2 separate regions of the Cricetulus griseus genome follow, and region 2 is linked to region 1. A link is a contact called in public Hi-C data. All regions are on one chromosome and are shown on one strand. The core of a region is the stretch at or near the end of the contact, and the rest is flanking DNA. Distances in the headings are between cores, read along the strand shown. Region 1 overlaps Celsr1 (cadherin EGF LAG seven-pass G-type receptor 1). Region 2 has its middle 5.4 kb from the start of Celsr1.

The links. A called contact is a pair of places that touch in the nucleus more often than the background predicts.
Region 2: a Hi-C map of fibroblasts shows a contact between it and region 1, with 7 times the contacts expected there. The contact joins two enhancer-like sites. A contact is called at or near these places in 5 of 8 Hi-C or Micro-C datasets (the CHL-YN cell line, the CHO-K1 cell line, fibroblasts and 1 more).

What each region holds. Positions count from the first base shown.
Region 1 is chr2:382,706,061-382,713,160 of CriGri-PICRH-1.0, reverse strand. It overlaps Celsr1 (cadherin EGF LAG seven-pass G-type receptor 1), which reads left to right. Exons shown (of 36, transcript XM_035440807.1): 26 at 4,880-5,054; 27 at 6,367-6,479; 28 at 6,882-6,961. Among named protein-coding and RNA genes, the nearest start is that of Trmu, 24 kb to the right of the region's middle. Within about 2 kb of position 2,575, at least 1 of the 6 cell types and tissues checked has open chromatin away from gene starts, as enhancers often do.
Region 2 is chr2:382,848,936-382,856,035 of CriGri-PICRH-1.0, reverse strand. No RefSeq gene overlaps it. Among named protein-coding and RNA genes, the nearest start is that of Celsr1, 5.4 kb to the right of the region's middle. Within about 2 kb of position 3,520, at least 1 of the 6 cell types and tissues checked has open chromatin away from gene starts, as enhancers often do.

The sequences.
Region 1 (7,100 bases), core at 1,326-3,825:
CGGACACAGGGGCTAATGTAGCCCAGGTGGGCTTGAGTTGGCCGAGGCCCAGCATAAACTTGAAGTCCAGACTCTGGCTTCCACCCTTGGAGTGTTTGGAAATGTAGACCCGCATACACGCACTACCTGATTTTGGCAGTGTTGGGGGTTGAACAAACCTAGGGCCTCTGGTATGAGGTCTTCTAACCACTATATTTAAGGATAAAATATTTTTCTTAATGCAGAAAAAATTGATAATTTTTACACTCTTTCATGAGTAGAAAGAAGGGGGCAGGATAAAATCCTCTTTGAACAAACTAGAAAAGGAAACTCCTTAACCTAGGACAAGGACTGGCACACAAACACACTAGCATAGCAGGGAACAGTGGACAGTCTTGGCTGTGGTTCCTAATGGCAGGAACCTGCCTTAACTACAATCTTTTATTCACTAAGGTGTGGGAGGAGGGCCTCAACGGGGCTGCATGTAGAGAGAATAAAAACTCTTAACAGATGGCCTGACTGGCATGTTGGAGTCCACAGAAAATTCTGAAAGAACCTGCCGATAAAACCTGTGCACAATTCAGGGAGTTCAGCAACCTGGGTGTAAAGACAACTGCACTCCTGTTCACTGGCCATAGCATCTAGATGTAAGGAGCAGAGGAGAGGCCAGGCCAGGGCATCCCTTTGAGAGCATATTAAATCTGTCTGGGAACGAATGGAGAGCTGCTGTGACTGAGCTACATGGAGTGGGGCTGGGGAGCTTTTATAGTTCATTGGTGGTTGTGGCATTTGTCCTCTAGGTGATAGGGGTTCTGGGAGGGACAGACTGGTGTCCAGAGATCATGTCTTAGGAAAAAAAGGAGCAGCCCTGAGGAGGCAGCACAGGTCACTGCTGCTGACAGTGTCAAAGTCTTTGATGGCTTGATGGAAGGCGAAATTGTAGAACACAATGGGGTTGTGACTTTGAGTGGTCCCAGCCAGCCAGTGGTGGTTTTCCATATTTCCATGTAAGAATTTCAAAAAATAGGTGAGGTCTAGCCCGCTTGTTGGGAATTTGGGGAGGGACAGTAATTACAGGTCAGCTCTGCTCCTATGAGGGCTATGCCAGAAGCTCACTTACAGAGTTAACCCATTAACCTCCTGAATCTGAGAGGCAGATGTGTCAGGAAAGACAGTCTTGACAAATGGAATCACCCACAGGACCACTCAGGTGGAGGTGGTAGAGTTGGAATAGGTAGTTGGCTCTTGGTGTCATCTCCCTGTAGACGCCAAGGAGGCCTTTACTATGTAGACTTTTAACTACCAGAGGTGAGAGCTACCATTAACCCATTCATTCTAAGTGTGTTGCCTGCCCTGGACTTGTTACAGTGTGCACTCTGTGTATGCTGTTTCACACCTGTGACTGAACAGTGGCTGACAGCCTGGAGTGTTAGGAGCTCCGCAGACCTTCACTTGGGCATGCAGATGGTCAGGGGTTTCCCTGACCTAGACACCATCATGCTTGCAGCAGCCTCTGGTGCAGGATGGTCCCTATGCAGTGGTCACCTGTTCCTTCAGCCTCACCCTGGCCTCCCAGGGGTGGGTACTATAGCTGCATTCTGTTTCCACGTGGACTTGTCTCAGGTCCCATGGATACCAACCCAAAAGATGAGGTCACATCTGCACATGGTACCTCCTCCTGCATATGTCACAGCGTCCCTGGGTTGTGTGATAGCAATGTAAGGCAAGTACTGTGTGACTAGTTGTTGGGCCGCACTGTTTAGAGGAGGGTGAAGGGAGACCAGAATGATGCATACTTAGTACCGGTGTGGTTCTTTTTACTTTACCCTAAATGCTTGTCATCCTTGGATGCAGATAGAGCCCTTGGGCATAAAAATGCAACTATACATCCAATCTACGATGATTCAGAAATACCTCCCACCCCTACCTGTTGGCTGGCAAGGAACTGAGTGAGGGAGCTGTATCACACCCTGAAGTGCCATGGCAACCAGTCAGAGCTCTGTGGTCCAACACAGGCCTGGTAGTTGGGGTCAGGACAGAGGCCAGGGCAGGAAGGGGGAGGGGCTGGTAGTTTTAAGGGCTCTGGGGTAGAGGAGGGTAGATGCAGCTGCTGGGAATGATATAAGTAGGTGGCAGCTGGACACAGCTACTCGGGATGCAAAGCATAGAGCCCAGGAATGGAGACTTGCTCTCCAAGCCCGGCTCTGGGATAGAAGGGGAAGATGGCTGCCAAGCTGGAGTTCCCCAGCAAACACAGAGACTTTCCTGAGTGGCCAGACCCCTCAGGAAAGAAGGCAGACGCTGCCACCTCCTAGGCACAGTTTTCAGGGCTGTCCTTAACCCAGCCCCATTGATGAACTTGATGGCTTTCCTGCAGGCTCACAGAAGCACAGGGTTGGGTCAAGGACAAGGATCAAACCTCCCTGCCACTTCCTGAGCCAGACATTGTTCCTCCCAGGCATGGACACAGGAGGCCTAACTTCCTCCACGTGCATAGCCTGGGTGAAGGCTCAGTAAGACTCATTTGGGGTCCTGTAAGTGTGCTTCTCCAAGGTCTAGGTAGAGGCAAGTACAGTCAATGGCTGCAGGCCACCTCCCTGCAACTAAGCATGGCCTCTGGAGCACAGAGAGGCCACCACTCATGTCTGACTCGGCGCCTGCCTGGGACGAAAGCTTTCCGGGCACCAGTGAGCACACACCAGGGAAATGCATTCTGGGAAGGTGTGCTGTGGCAGGGGCTTGGCAGTGTGCCTGCATTTTATCTAAACTCACAGTCCTATCTCTGGGCGAGGCTGTTTATCTCCCAGAAGCCTGACAAGCTGAAATGATTTAGTGTGTGTTTGCTCTGTTCTGGAAAATCGAGTTTAGTGTAGACGTGTGAACACCCAACCTCGCCAGGTCCTACTGTCAATTTCTAGCCCTTCTTTCAAACAGTGATTTGTTTTGTTTTGAGGGTTTACTTTTGCGCCATTTAAAAAAAAAAAAAGCAGCCAAACTTCTCACCCTCACCCTCCAATTGAACCTGCTGAAATTCCCACTCAGGAAATGGCATATGGTGTGGTGTTAATCCAGCTCAAGCTCGCCCCTTGAGGCTGGCATTCTGTTGCCAGCAGAGGGCATGGCCCAGATGTAGCACTGTTTTGTCTTCAACTTTGCAGTGTAGGTGACAAGTGTTCATGTTCACATAATTCCATTGTACTGTTTCAGTGTCATTTCCGGAGAGCACCTGGCCTTTGGAGGTTGACCTGGCAGCAGATGGTTCTGTCATGGACCCCTCCAGTCTGTGTTCTATTGACCTCCCTCAGTGCAGTGACCTGGTATTTGAACATAGCCACATCTAGAAGGAGGTTGAGTGGTGGCTCTCCTCCTCCTCCTCCTCTTCCCAAAGAAGACACTGAGGCTGGCTGATAGTCAAGGGCAGAGCATAGGACTGTACCTGCCAGTGTGGGTCCCATCTGTGTGGTCAGCAGTGGGCTTTGATAAGGTTGTGGACATCTGTGGGGCTTGTGACCAGAGTGGAATCCTGCTGTGAGTTTGGCCCAGCTGTGTGAGGGTCAGTTGTGGCTGTGGTTAGGGTTGTGGCTCGAGGTAGGGCTAGCTTGTCCAGGTGGCCAACTTGAATAGAGCCATATTCATCTCCTTCCTGTAGGGAGTAACCCTAGCCCCGCCCAATGGACCTGGGGCAGGTACCAGGTGGACCTGGGGACTCGCCCATAAGGGCGGGGTGAAGGAAAGCCGGGATGACGTAAGAGGGGCTTCTTAAAAGGCTGCACGTGGGGACCGCGCGCTCTCTTTGTTCTGGCTGCTCTGGCTGGGTTCTTAACCTAGCTCTGGCCTGTGTTTCACCCGGCTGTGCTTGGAAATAAAGAGACTTTAATCCAATACCTTCCTTTCCCTTCCCCCTCATTTTTCACCCTGTCCTCCTTAACTTCCTGTTGGGAACTTGCTATCGCCTTCCAGCCGCCTGGCCTGGAAGCCCGGTCTAGGGCAGGTCCTCTGGAAAGACCCACAAGCAGCTGCCCGGACCACATCTTCAGGTCCCATTGCCAACCACCTGAGCTGGGTGTATACTAAAGCCCCCTAGGCTGAAGTGTGGGAGCCCAGCATCCCTGGTCCTTCCTCTCACTGTCTTCTTCCTGGTACTGCTGGGTCTTCTGTACCCAGACAGGAAGAGCTGGCTTCCCCAGCAGACTCACTACTGAAGGTATGCCATCCTTCAGCCAGCCAGTATATTGAAGTTTCATTTGTAGCATTTGGCCTTTGGCCTGACACACAACCCTGTCCAGGTAAAGGCACACAGGTGGGACAGTCCCCTTCTTCCCTGGTCTTGGATTAGCAGAAAAAAAAATCAAGACATTGTTCCTACTGGACAGAGAGGGCCCTGGAGGAAGTGGCCCCCAGCCCCTGGCTATACCCATTGGCTGTAGAAACCATGAGGTGACAGTTCTGGGAGCACAGGCCGAGGTCCCAGCTTGGGACTTTTCAGCCTGAGTGAATACAACTCCATAGTGTTTTCATTAAGCCTGGAGTCAGTATTTGAAGATTAGAATCAGCTCTCAAAAAATACATTATTTCCAGGCTCTCAGGAAGACTAGTGCTTGTGTCTTGTGACCCCAGCCTGAGGAGGGGCTCTTGGGTGGCTCTCCCATGCCTTCTTCTACCATCTATATCAGGAGAGATGCAGTGTCCGCTTTGTTCAGCTGAATCACACGGGAGAGGAGCTCTGCTGCCCTTTGGAGACACTAGAGCCCCTGCCATTGCAGAATAGCCTGATTTGGTCACTTGAAGGTCACCCCTAGGTTTGGACTCCGTCTGCAGTTTCAGAGGGTGCTTGCCAGCCTGCCCCTTAGCCATCCCAGGGCCCTGGAACTGTCTGCTGAGCTTGCCCTTCTCCACCCAGTTTCTCTGCACAGTGGTCGCCATCCTCCTGCATTATGTCTCCATGAGCACCTTTGCCTGGACCCTGGTGGAGAACTTGCATGTCTACCGCATGCTCACAGAAGTGCGAAACATCGACACTGGGCCCATGAGGTTCTACCATGTGGTGGGCTGGGGCATCCCTGCCATTGTCACAGGTAAGGACACAGGGCAGCTCTCTCAGGTGACCTGTGTTAAAATACAGATTTCCCCTGAACCATCTGTCCTCATTTTCTCCTGGCCCTCTGTATTTAGCTGTGGATAGAAGAGTAGCTACTCCCAGCCCATAGGAGATGGGTCTCTCTGGTCAGGTGTGAGCTGCTGGGCCAGGGTACTTGGGGTTCTTTGTGCAGTGCTCAGTTGGTCACAGGACGAGTAGGTGTGAGTGAAGAGGTGGGAAATAGATCACTAAGGGTGGGCCAGTGAGTGTGCAGACGGATGGAAGGGCATGACTGTGATCAGTCAACATAACAACTGGATGACTCCCAGCTATTGACTGTCTTATACATACCTCCTTGTCACACCTTTTCTTTCTTTCTTTGGTTTTCGACACAGGGTTTCTCTGTGTAGCCCTGGCTGTCCCAGAACTCGCTCTGTAGACCAGACTAGCCTTGAACTCAGACATCTGCCTGTCTTTGCCTCTCCAGTTGTCTTTACCTCTCTAGTTGTGAGATTGAAGGCATGTTCCTGGCCTACACTTTTCAATAACTATAGAAAGCCAACATTTGCCTCCTGTTGAGGAAGACCCACACTTCCATTCTCAACAGGAGGCATGAACTCCCTTCCCGGCAGACCCTGGTGGGCATTCCAGGCATCTGGGCATGGTCTCCAAAGCCCCTAACGTAACTCATTAGGTTCTAATGTAACTCATCCTTACTCTAAGGGACCCTGAGTGACTTTCATACTTTCAGACATGTGGGTGGCAGAGGGAGGGTGGCAGGCACCTCGTGTTGCTTGATGGAGGTGGTCTCTCTTACAAGGTCAGATGTCATTATGAGAATACTGGCATGAGGGATGCCTAGAAAATGATGTCTGTGCCTCAGTGTAAAAGCCATCTTGAGGTGTCAGTGTGAGGCCTCCCCAGCAGCCTGTTGAGTTCTGAATGGGAAATGCCACTGGTTCCTGAGGGTTTGCAATCCAGAACTAAGCAGTTCACAGTTTATTTCAAAGTTTATTTATTTTTTAAAACATACATCTTTTAAAAGGTCATAAGATTATGCCCAAGGACCTTCAGGCAAATAAAGTTATTAGCTACAGGCAGTGGCTGCCTCCTGGTCACAGAGAGTAGCCAGCCCCTGACTTAATTTAAGGAGTTTAGAAGTATTTCTCTCTGTCTCCTTGATCTCTGATAAGGGTAGTTTGAGATCTCTGGACGACTCTGCCTATCTGGCTTCAGCTCTCCTCCCGGGTAGGTGGGTGACCAGCCAGGTCTGTGGCTCTCACTCTTCTCTGTGTCTCCAACTCACACAGGACTGGCTGTTGGCTTGGATCCTCAGGGATATGGGAACCCTGACTTCTGCTGGCTGTCCCTTCAAGACAGCCTGATCTGGAGCTTCGCTGGGCCTGTAGGAATGGTTATAATCGTGAGTATTATGAGTTCCCAGACATGCCACTCAGGACACAGGAGCCCATGTGCTCCAGGGTAGGCTGGCTATGGTCAGCAGTTCCTCAGGGTGGCCAGGGTTAGCAGGAAGGATGTACCTCATAGTAAGTCAGCAGAGTTCTCAGGCTGCTCTGGGACCCCATCTTTAGACCCCCAGGTTCTGGGGCCCATTTCATGCCCACTGGAAGACCTTCACGCACAGGCAGCCTAGAGTGGCAGCCTGAGGCCTACTATAGCATGGCCTGGTTTAACTTGCCCGTGGCCAAGGCCTCTCATCCCACCACACCTCCAGATATGGATGACAATAATCAGAAGTGTTTGGCTGGTGAGGCTCACCCTGGAGACAGCAGAAGAGCCTGAAGCTGCTATTCTTGTTTCCTAGATCAACACGGTCATCTTTGTCCTGTCTGCAAAGGTCGCCTGCCAAAGAAAGCGCCATTATTATGAGAGAAAGGGGGTCGTGTAAGTTGTGGCTGGATTCGGCTTGTGGGTGGGATGTAACACTGAGCCAACCCCACCAGGCCTTTCAGCTGGGGCCTGAGAACCCTCAGAGGTAGAGGGTACATGTTGGGTCAAGTCCCATATGAAAGTACCCATCACC
Region 2 (7,100 bases), core at 2,271-4,770, 140 kb before region 1:
CAGAACAAGCAAGTTACAAAACTATAGAAACAATAGAGACAGCTGGCTGCCTGGACAGTCAACCAAGGTTCCTCTGCAACTTTGGGACATCCATCTTTTGCCCTTGGGTCTAGACAGACTTTTCTGTGAAGTAGCAATTTTGAAGGACTGTCCTACCTTATCTTGGCAAAGTTAAGCAGCTGGCTTCCATTGTGTCCTGCTTGTCTAACTTGAACAGCATACTGTTAGCACTGCAGGCAAAGGAGGTTTCTTGCCCAATGGCTAACTTTGCCACAGTGAAAGCAAACTTCATAAGGAGATCATCTCTGAAGTAGATTGGTGCTGCCAGGAGATGTGTCTCACTGTCATAAAAAGCCTTATGTTATTAACACATCTTAAATACAAGTGTTTGAAGACCACCTATCTATCTAAAATACATGAGACTAAATAAAGCCTATTTATGTCTACATCTAAACCCTTACTACAAGTTTTATTGTTATCTTAATTATCCTAAACAGTTTATAATAGTAGCTTTCAAGGACTAGAATTTTACATTACAATTTTAAATGTGTTGCACAGGTACAATACCTTGCAGTATATTGTAACAAAAAATAACCTTAAATTTGTATCAGCATACAAAACTCCATGACAATGTAAAATATTTAAGACTAGTAGTTGCTTTTTAGTCTAAAAGTAGATTCAATAATCTAACCTTTTATCCTATTGTTCCTATATCTCCCCTTTTTATTTTTAGGAAGAGATTCCCTGAATCTAATTTCTTTTGCTTAGTTTCCTCCATGACCATGATCAATAACAACTTTCAATAACCTCCCTACACAATGACAAACATCTGTAATCCACTGAACAACCAAAGAACACTCACATCACCTCTTGGGAATGTGGGCATCGTGTTCTTAAAATTACTTCCTGTTGTCTGTGGGTGACAAGATCTTTAGAGGACACTGAGAAAATTGGAACAATGCTCAAGTCCTGGGAAAGCAATCTGTATTATTCATTTATCCAGTCTCCATGTGATGGGAAAGTGCATGGCTTATATGAAATCCTGGCTGGAGTAGTCTGTGAGGCTAGACCATCTCAACTAGCAGGTTTGAAGTTGTTTTGGATGCAGATTTCTGAGGAAACTGAAACAGGCATTCTGAGAGGCTGGACCACCTGGGTTACTTGTCTTGTCTTCATTGATGTCTGGTCCTTTTGTTCTGAAAACACACAAACTTTTAAAGGTAATATACATATCTGCATTAACACAAGAAAGGAATTGTGGTGTACACCAATCTGCTAAAGATGATTCTCTCTTCTATGGTTGAGCAGGTAAAAGACATCTGTCAACTTTATGTCTGTTTGGGCAGCACAACCAAACTGTAATATAAATCTCCATCCATGCCATATGAAAGGATGGCATGCAATAATAAGTCACAAGGATTCTGTAGCCAACAAACATTAACATGTTATTAACATGTTTCACCCAGTCTCAGAGATGTTCTGGTTTTTTTTTTTTTTTTTTTTTTTTTTTTTTTTTTTTTTTGGTTTTTGAGACAGGGTTTCTCTGTGTAGCTTTAGAGCCTATCCTGGCACTAGGTCTGGAGACCAGGCTGGCCTTGAACTCACAGAGATCCGCCTGCCTCTGCCTCCCGAGTGCTGGGATTAAAGGCGTGCGCCATCAACGCCTGGCTGAGATGTTCTGATGTAGAGGGATCAGCATATACATCACCTGTCTTGTCATTTTTCTTGGTTTCTTCCTTTGTGTCTTCAGCTAAGATTTTTCAGGAGGTTTATCCCAGTCAAATCTGGTCTTTATTAATTTTGAGGAAATCCATAGTTTTTTGTTTCCTGTGGAAACAAAGGCATAACCTTTCCCCCAATACAACACATATCCTGGCTTGTATTCTGAAGTTAAGACATCCTGAAAATATATAAGATGATTTAATTTGGTAGTTTTTCCACAATCTAATGTCTCTCAGTAGTTGTTGTTTTTAGCTCATTAGCATTTGAAATTTTTAAATTAATAAAGCACTGTCTAGGATCCAGGCATCCTGTATTATAATATTTCCCATCCTTACATGGCTCATTCTTTTTATATTACTTTATTCTATTTACTTTATTATTTTTAAACTATTTATTGTTTTTCTATGTCTGTCTTTACCAATTTTCTTTTCTTTCTTCAGCACTTAAACACATTTTCAGTCATACTGTATCTGTTCAGAGGTTTTCTTTGTTTGAACCTGACTTTTTATGTGGCTCTCTACCTGTGTTGAGCCCAGCCTTAAAGTGTCAGGCTACCCTCTGTGGGACTCTGCTTAGCATATGGAGCTGGTGGCTGGCTCTGCCCCTCTCAGATTTGTCAGGCTAACCTACTAGTTCAGCCACTGTTTGCCTTTCCATGAGAGCCTAGCCTCATGCCCATAGGCACCTGCTGGGAGCTGTTTATCTACCCCAGCTCTGGGAAGTCGCTAGGCTGAAATGTGGGAGACGTTTCTACCTAGGCTCCCCCAGAGTATCAAATCAGCTGCTCGTAGCTGATTTATGGGCCTCCATGTTGGACACCAAATGTAGTCAGATTTTCTTTGGACCACCAGCTCCCAAATAATGACACAGAGACTTCTCCTAACTAGCTCTTATAACTTTTTTGTTTGTTAGTTTGTTTTTGGAGATAGGATTTCTCTGTAGCTTTGGAGATTGTCCTTGAGCTTGCTCTGTAGACCAGGCTGGCCTTGAACTCACAGAGATCTTTGTGCCTCTGCCTCCCGAGTGCTGAGATTAAAGGCAAGGGCCCCCACCACCCAGCCTAGCTCTTATAACTTAAGTTTAATTAATCTTTATATTAATCTACATTTTGTCAGGCAAGATGGCGCTGCCTCTCCCATGTCAATCTCAGTACTGTGCACCCCACTTCTTGCTTGTCTGAAGGCCAAATCCCCCTCTTTTCTTCCCAAAGTTCCTGTCTCTGAACAGAAGTCCCACCTATCTTCTCCCGCCTAGCTAGTGACCATTCAGCTCTTCATTAAGCCAATCAGAAGGTGCCTTGGCAGAGACACATCTTCATGGTGTACAAAAAGATTGCCCACACCAAGTAGGCCATCAGAGAACCTAGGCAGGAGACCCGGGGCCACTCCACCTCCTCGGCATCAGTGGGTAGGGTACTTGAGCTAATTGTCACCTGACACCTGCAGGGCTCCTGCAGAGACAAAGCTTCCCCACTGAAGTGCCAGTGTGTGCTAGTCCCAGGGTTAGAGGAAAGGACTATAACATCTGACTTAGTTATCCAGGCACTCATTGCCCTGTCCCCATCCCAGATGGTGAGGGACCCTTGATGTCTCTTTCACTTCCTCACTTCTACCCCACAAGCCAGGCCCATTGAGCCGTTCTCAAACTCCTGCCCAAATGCGACCATTTTTATGTTCTCTAGGGTCCCCTCAGTCCACCCACAAGTATCAAGGACAGTTGATTCTGTGGGGCAGGAAGAAGTAAAGCAGATGCAGCTGACTTGCTTCAGGCCCCACCAGCCTGCCTTGGGTCAGCTTTAGCATTCCTCTGTGTGCTCATCAGCGACAGAGGAAAGTCCCAAGGAAAGTCCCTAGCAGAGCTGTAGCAATAAAGTCAAAAAATGGGAAAATAAAGAAGAAATTCAAAGATTTTTATGTGCAATTTTACACAGAGAATTGTTGGTTTTGTTTTTGTTTTTGTTTTTTGTTTTCCATACTCAAAAGCAAGGAAGATTCAGATGTTGTGTAATCCTAGCACTTTCAAAACCTGAGGCAGGAGGATTGTGAATGTGAAGCTAGCATGGAAGGAAGAAAAGAAAGAAGGAAGAATAGAAAGGGTGGAAGGGAGAAAGAAAGGAATGGAGGGCGGGGGGAGAGAGGAGAGAAGAAGGGAAAAAAGAAGGAGGGCAGAAGAAAAGAGGGAATAAGGAAGCAAAAAGAGAGGGAACGATTACTTGAAACAGTTAACATTAATTAATTAATCAACTAGGATAGAATTGACGCCCCAGTCCACTGATGACTGGCTAATTGGACCGTGAACACCCACACCACAGAGACTAAGCCTTCAGGGAAGGACTTAAGAACCGATGGTGCTCTGAGGGACAAAGGCCTGGCACACAGGCAAGCATTGAGAGCTTGTTATAAAGCTTCTAGAATAGACGGATCCAGACAGGAGGTGGACCAGCAGGTCTGAGGCTGGAAGGGGATTAGGGTGTGGAAGATTGGACTTGATTTGAGGTGCCTGGGGTGATGAAAATGTGGAACTGATGGTAAAAGTAGCTTAAGTTGGTGAATAAGCTCACACTCACCCAGTCATAACTTCAAGAAAGGTCAAGTTCTGACCACATGAGGTCTTTCCTTTTTAAAATTTTCAGATAGAATCATCATGTAATTGGCAGCTGGAGATGTCACCTCACCCAACATAGCTACCCTGCAAGTCTTAAACCTAACTTCACCCAAATGGGAAGTTTGTAAGGAAGGAATGCTGTCAGGCAAGATGGCGCTGCCTCTCCCATGTCAACCTCGTGAATGTGTGTTTGATGGGGGCCAGGAAATAATAACAGCTAAACACTAGTGACAGGAACACAGGGACATTCCGTCCTGTGACAAGCAGGGTGGATGATGCCCTGCTTCCATACTGCCATCTTCTTTCTGCGGTTTCTAGCCCATCCCAGGTGACCTCCTCTTTGTGGTTTCCCTCTGGTGCAGCTGCTGTCCCTTCTAGGTGCTCTGGCACATTCCTTCACCAGGCAAAGGAGCAGCTAAGACCCCCTGCAGTACACTCGGAGCCTCAGTTTGCTATGTTCACAGTAGAGTTGGGCACCCTTGGGCGGCAGACCTTGAGGAGCTCAAGACTCCCCGAAGCAGGGGCTGCATGTTGAAGAGATGCTTGAGTGTGACCCTTGGAGTGCACACTCCATCCAGAGTGTGGTCCTCAGTGCAGCAGCCTGAGCCTATTGTCTTTGCCATCTCCATGCACTTCTATGGAATAGGAAATGACTCCTTGGAATATTCTGAGGGGTAGAGACAGTACTCAACCACTAGAGGACAGTGCAGCCCGGAGATCGGTCCTACACAGGACATATACTACTCATGAGTACTGGGCACCTAAGGAGGCAAATGCAAGGGAAAGTGGGTGCTGTAGGGGTGAGGAATACATTTTCTTCCCTCCCCACCCAGAGGTATTACAAGGAGGCTGTGCGGTGCCCTGTATTCACCCCATTTGCAGTCTGGGGAGACTGCATTTCTGCTTAGGTGCCCAGCTGTGATAGGATGTATTCTTCCAGACCATTTTTGGAGACTAGGCTTCCCTAAAAGTTAGTTATACTGGTTGATCAGAGGCTGGTATCTCAGGGGACACCCTCGGGATCCAGTCCCATCTGCCCTATGCAGGGGTCCAGGGTAACCACCCCTGTGCTGAGGTAGAAATGGTGGTGCTAGTGTTTGGGCTGGCTCTGGTGCCTCCCTAGCAGGAAAATATTGTTTCTTTTTTGTCATGAGTTATCCCAGTCTCTCAGAGAAGCCAGGCCAGAAGCATGGGCGATTAGGATCTAAACCCCTTCATTCTCTTGCCTCTATTAGAATCTTAATTAATTCAGGGCTCAGTTTTTGTTGCATGTTTCAACTTTTACAATTTTCCATTCGTCAAACCCCATCAAACTCAAGAGTGCCAGTGTCGGGTGGGTGGATGGACCCAGATCTGTTCTCCAGAGGTCTTTTTCTCTGAATTCCAAAACCAGACGCTCTCTGCAGGATGGTTTCTTGGGGGCTGCTTGCTATTGAAAAGCTGGCTCAGGAAGGCACCATGTAGGGAACCCAGTCCAGAGTTCATGTGGGCCTCAGATCAAGCCCCCACCCCCACCAAAGTACTTTGAACACATACTCAACTCTACAAAATTCATAGCTTCTGCTTACTTTTTTATTGTTTCTATTTATAAAATACCTTGGAGTGCTTTGCAAAATAGAAACCTCAGTTACAGTCCCCTGTTCCCCTGAGAATGGTGGCAGCAATCCCACACACATTAACCATCATGAACAGGGTGGCCTCATGTAGTCAGTCATCTCAAGGGGTCAGCTAAAGAATGACATGAGCCGCTCCAAGGCTTCTCTTCAGCCTCATGTGACCCCAATACAAGGAGGCCCTGAGAGTCAAACGTGGGTGGGTCCTGAGGCCTCAGAGACCAAGGGCTTGCACTGTAAAGGAGAGCACCTCACTCAGAGCCACCTTACAGATGAAAGACATTTGAACAAGATGGTGGCCAGCTAGAAATCCAGCCTAGGGGACATCCTTCTGGCAGTGCCAGATGAGCCACTTCTCACCCTATTCCACATCCCTCTACAAGGCCCCAGGTGCATGCCTTCTTTTCCATAAGTACCTGGTGGGCTGGATCACTTCCTAGCACAGACTCAGTGGGAAGTGGGATGAAAACGGAAAGTCACAGCCCCCTCTCTCCTAGACCATGGACACATGAAAAAATGTGTTCTTTAGTATAGGAATCTGCATATTTATATTATTATTATTATTAGTGCTGGGGACTAGAAGCCAGGGCCTGGAGCATGCTAGGCAAGCACTCTACCTCCACCACTTAACCACACCCCATTTCTGTCCCTTGGATGCTCCTGGGCCATCCTGTAACTCCATCACAAGCCACAGCCTGTCTTTATCCCTTCCCTTTAAAACTGTGGACCTGAGTGTGCAAAGGGAAAAAACACACAGCATGTGGCACCATAGCAAATTCTGCCAGGCCCTACAGGTTCAGTTTTGCCCCCACCCACTGGACTGGGGCTTGCTCCTGACCTATGAACAGAAAATTCTTGTCTATTGACCTCTGCTGAGAGCCTGTCCATCGGATTTGCCTTTGTGGTCTGGCCTGGTTGCCGGGACCAGGAAATGTTAGCTTGCAGCTTGCAGGTGTCTGATTCCAGGAAAAGCACCCACACCCAACTTTCTCCCTGCATTTGAATTCTGTTTATTTAAACCCAACCCACCCTATTTAAAGCCCTATTGCAACAGGCACTTGGGTGGGGGGGGCAGGTAGGTTCTCCAGTTTTCTCCCTTCTTCCTGAGGCTCCAAAACATTGACTTTCTTACCAGGGAAGAACAAGTGCATTCCCAAGAGT